Regions from separate parts of the Gossypium hirsutum genome. Here region 2 is linked to region 1. A link is a contact called in public Hi-C data. All regions are on one chromosome and are shown on one strand. Each heading gives the region's core, a stretch centred on a gene start, on an enhancer-like site or on the middle of the called end of the contact. The rest is flanking DNA. Distances are from core to core; before and after follow the strand shown.

The links. Hi-C and Micro-C count contacts between places; a contact is called where the count stands out from the background.
Region 2: a contact with region 1 is called in a Hi-C map of leaf, with 1.9 times the contacts expected there. The contact joins the promoter of LOC107903937 here to the promoter of LOC107904072 in region 1. A contact is called at or near these places in 3 of 34 Hi-C or Micro-C datasets (callus and leaf).

The regions. Positions count from the first base shown.
Region 1 is chrD05:35,509,184-35,511,883 of Gossypium_hirsutum_v2.1, reverse strand. It overlaps LOC107904072 (phosphate transporter PHO1 homolog 3), which reads left to right and starts at 1,356. Exons shown (of 11, transcript XM_016830341.2): 1 at 1,356-2,327; 2 at 2,404-2,700. The coding sequence starts at 1,742.
Region 2 is chrD05:35,680,383-35,683,082 of Gossypium_hirsutum_v2.1, reverse strand. It overlaps LOC107903937 (transmembrane emp24 domain-containing protein p24delta9), which reads right to left and starts at 1,406. Exons shown (of 4, transcript XM_016830162.2): 1 at 821-1,406; 2 at 489-698. The coding sequence starts at 1,033.

The DNA of each region.
Region 1 (2,700 bases), core at 107-2,606:
CTGTGTTATTAATAAATTTAAATTATTTATGATTTTAACCCTTTCAAGTTTGAATTATTTTAAATTTTAATTTATTATAAATTCGACCCAACATTTTCATATTATTAACTTTATATTGTTAAAATGAGATGAATTCAATATTGTTTAAACTGGAGCGAGATTTTATTAGGATACTAGTTCGGAGAGAGGCAAAAGATAAATTAACTTGTCCAGTTGAATTGAGTTAAAAAATGGGTTGAACCATATTTTGTTAATTTTGTTAATTTTTAATAATTTATTAGATTTAAATTGAAAAAACCAAAAACCGATGACTTGACCGGTTCGACCACCTATCTGAATCCAAAATCATTGGTTAAATCTAAATTAAGCTTAATTCACAATTTGGCCCCTAAAGTATACCCAATTTTTTACTTTGGTACTTGATTTGTTTTTTTGCTCAATTTGGTACCTAAATTATACCTCCCTTAATTTTTTTTTAGTTCTTTTTTTAACAGATGTTAAAAAAAACTGGTGGCCAATCACATAGTGCCATGTGGTGTCTTTTTTAAAAAAATAAGTATTTTCTTTTATCAAATATATATAAACATAAAAATTATAATAAATGAAATAAATATATAAAAACTTTAAAATATATAAAACCTAGAAAAAAAATATACATTAGAAAAATAAAAAATAAAAATATGATAAATGAAAAGAAATTAGTTGAAATTATTAATATTATTATAAAAAAAGTAAAATAACTTTTAAAATTTATAGAAAAAATTAAAAATTATTAAAAGCACTATATAAATATTAATAAGTTGTAAAAATTATCAAAAAATTTGACAAATTAAAAGATTGTGAAAATCATTAAAAATTAAAAATTGTAAAATAAATATTTAAATTTTGTGAAAATTATAAGAGTCGTTTTTCGTGGTTCCACGTTTGTTTCTATTAAAATGTACAAAAATCTTCCGGACTGTAATTAGATAACTGAACATTTTGATTCTACTATTAAATATTTTATTATTAATGCATTTTATTAGAGCTCAAATACAATGATTTTATGAATGGAAATTTTTTTTAATAATTTTAAAAATTTTTAAATAAATTAATTCTTATAATTTATGAATGGAGAAATTCTTATAATATGTACAGTTTGTATAACTTTTTAATAAATTTTAAACAACTTCTTTACAAATTATTTTACATTTTTATAATAATATTAATAATTTCAACTAATTTCTTTTCATTTATCATACTTTTTAAATTTTATTATATTTTTATTTCAATTGTTTAATGTTTATATATTTGATAAAAAAATACTTATTTAAAAATTGCCAAATATAATTAAACTACTGTCATTATTTTTTCATGTATTGGCTATTAAAAATGGAGTAAGAAAATATAATTCAGAAAGAGTATCAATTATGTAGTAAAGTTGAGAGAAGTTTCATAATCCCCTAGAAAAGATAATCAGACGTAGCCCACCGCAGACTAGGATATTTTCTTTTCTTTTATCCAAAGTTGAAATTTCTTTTCCTGGATGGCGGAGCAGCAATACATAGCCAAGAATGAAAGAGAGTTTTCACCTTCATAAATACAACCAAGTTTTTCCAATGAACCCAACTTGCCTTCGATTGTTGAACCCTTCATTTTCAATATTGTCGTTTTTAGAATTTTGATTTTCACTTTCAATTATCTGATTGTACAGTGAAAAAAGCACAAGAACCCAACTGTGCCAAAACCAGAACCGGGCAACATGAAGTTCGGGAAGGAGTTTACATCTCAAATGGTGCCGGAATGGCAAGAAGCATACATGGACTATGTTTTTCTCAAGACCCGTTTAAAAGAAATCCATGGTTTCAAGCAGCGGGCCAGACCACCAGCCACCCCAGGTGGTCTGAAACGAAAGCTCACACTGTATCGAGCTTTCAGTGGTTTGATCCATAGGCACAACCACCCCACCAGTCCGTCTTCACCGGATATCGAAGAGCAACCGATTTTAGTTAACTCCGTCGACCGTAACGGTTCCCGGAGCTACGAAACGACTTTCCTTATGCAAGCCGACGATGGGGCAGAGTACGAGTTGGTGTTTTTTAGAAGATTGGATGATGAGTTCAATAAGGTGAACAAGTTCTACAAGTCCAAGGTGGAAGAAGTGACCAAAGAGGCAGAGATCTTGAACAAGCAAATGGATGCTTTGATTGCTTTCAGAATCAAAGTGGAGAACCCTCAAGGATGGTCGTGGGAAGACAGGTCCGGCGAGATAACCCGTCTTGCTTCTGACGTGGCCGCCTCAACCGCCGCCTTGGCTGCTTCGACTCCAGCTGGTGCCAGGGCAAGCAGTAAGCACAAGACATATATGTTTAGTACTTAGGGGAGAGACCCAATTTTGTGAACGTGTTTATGGCTCATTTGCAGGGAGAGCTGAACACATGGAAGTCATTGAAGAAGGACCAAGCAGACATGAAGAATCAGATGAGGATAAAGAAGAAATTGTTCAAGTTCAAAAGCCAGTGAACAATGACCTTAAGGGTCGTAAACCAGCTCCGTTGCAAATTCTAAACCGTGTTAAAATCAACAACACTCTTGAGACACCTCGATCAACCATTAAAGGTTTTCTAAACGTACCTAAGCAGACTGAGCTGAAGTTTAATAGGGAAAATCTTAAGAAAGTTGAGGGCCAACTTAAGCTAGCTTTTGTTGCATTCTATCAAA
Region 2 (2,700 bases), core at 157-2,656, 170 kb before region 1:
TCTCGACAGGAAAGAGCTATCCTCTCTTCTACCACAAATGTGTAAATTGTAAAGCAAAGCAAAACTTGGAGCAAATCATCTATATAAGAAGGAAACATAGAACCTTTTCGACTTGTAGCACGAGAGGAAGACAACCCCTTTTAACTATAATAGCAAACCTTCTGCCTAAATCTTAGCTGATAAAATGAAAGATATTCAATGAATTTCAACAAGTTGTAAACCTTCAACAGCAAGCAAAATCTCAACAGAACTGAAATTTCAACTAGGTTTCGAGCATAATAACGTTTAAACATATTGTGCATTTTAAACTTAGGGGTATGGCCCTTTCCACCAGCAAACAAATATAAACCCTTAGCCCTAAACTTCAAATAGTTAAACCCCTATGTATCCAAGCTACCACTAGTTGTTTGATATTTTATTATTTTGTGAGACATGCCAATCATGTTGATTGTAGGAGTTAATAATAAGCTAAAACAGAAGAGACTTACATCGACCTGGCCTTTCTTGGCAACATTAGACCAGTCCTTTGCTTGAACTCCACTCCTCCAATCAAAATCAACGGTCATAATAATCTGCGGCGAATGATCCTCCGCCCAAAAGCACGCCATGTAATCTCCGTCCTCCGCCGCCGTGAACGCAAACTGCCCTGTCTCCACTTTCTCCGCCGTGTGCAAACTATTCCCTTGCGGCGACGTTACCTTCATTCATTCAGTCAAGTAACCAACCCCCCAAGAAAGGAAAAAACGAAGCAAGCTTCAATCTTATTATTCGCAAAGTTCATCATAAAATAATTTTAAAAACCCAAAATAAAATTGAATACCCTGACAGCGAACTTGAGAGAATCGGGCAAAGGGTAAGCTTCGTTTGGGTTGACAACGTGGTACTTTCCGACCGTCATGGAATTGCTTTTGATGTCTTCGGAGATGCACTTGGTGTGTCCCGATTGCAGCTCGAACCGCAATGCTTGCGACGCAGAGGATAAAATCCCCACAACCACAACCACAACCACCATTATGACCGACCGGAGAATCATAGTCAACCACTCAACTTTCAATTCAACTGCTAGAAACGCAAAAGACAGTTACAGACAGATTCTTTGTTTTTTTTTTTGGTGCTGTTGTAAGTAAATCAGTTCGAGTCGCAAGGATGTGGAAGACGAAAGAAATTAGGAAAAAGAAAATCTGAAAATTACTGCACGACGTGGTGAGATATAATTGGAGGAGACACGTAACTGAAACAAAATACGATTAGGGCTAAGGCTGTTCTGTCCTAAAAACTCAGATCTGACTGTTTTGCTGTTATTAAAAAAAAAAACCCTTAATTTAAAATAAAACTTAGAGCCAAAAACTGTAATGGAATAGTGATAGATGTAATAGGATTGTAAAGGGATTGGATAGGAATAACAGTAGTTGAGTTGGATAGGATGGAATAAGTATTAATAGCAAAAAGAAAATACTCAAGTTTTTAATTTTTGTAAATTATATTAAAAAAATAAAAGCATTAACAATGCGTTTGGTTCGCTGTATTAGATTAGAGGTGTAATAGCAAATCAACTGTTTGGTTGAATATAACGGAATAGAGGCGTAATAGTAATCTTGTGTTTGGTTGAATTGAATAGAGGTGTAATAGCATAATGGAAAAAATTAAAATAACTATAATACCCTTAGCATAAATTTGTTTTGGTAAATGATTATTGTTATTGTTATTTAAATTTTAATAAGGTTATTATTATCAATAATAAATATTTTAATCATATTTAAACATAATTATTATTAAACCCATTTTAATTAAAATATATAATTTCATAAAATTCTTAATAATTAGCAGAAATTTGTTTTGATAATTATTGTTATTGTTATTTAAATTTTAATAAGATTATTAATATCAATAATAAATAATTTAATCATATTTAAACATAATTATTATTAAATATATTATAATTAAAATATATAATTTAATAAAATTCTTAATAATTAATATTCTTATATGAATTTACTCAAATCATAATATATGATACTGTAAAATATAAATTAACATAATTATTATTAAATATATTATAATTAAAATATATAATTTAATAAAATTCTTAATAATTAATATTCTTATATGAATTTACTCAAATCATAATATATGATACTATAAATGAAAATTTGAAATAATTAATATTAAATATATTTTATTTAAAATATATGATTTAATAAAATTTAAAATAATTATAACTAATAAATTATATTTTATGAATTTGTATAATTTAAAATAATAATTATTACATATAATTTAATAATTAATATTAAATTTCATAAAATTCTTGATAATAAATTTTCTTATATGAATTTATACAATTTAAAATAATTAATATTAAATATAATTTAATAGTGATATATAATTTCATAAAATTCTTAATAATAAAATGTTCTTATATGAATTCACTAAAATCAATATATAACTTGAGAATTATATTCTGCATAAACATAATTAACTTATATTAAGAAAAAGTTAGATGAAAATGAAATTGTACATCATAATCCATATGTTATATAGTTTTACAACATCAAAAAGTTTGAACATTGATATTTAATGGTGAGAAAGAAATCTTCTGACCCATTCTAATCGGGCAACAGAAGGTTGACTAAAGAAAACGATCATTTGAGTTGGATGATCGGGAATTTTACTCAAAGCATCATACCGCTGATCGTCGGT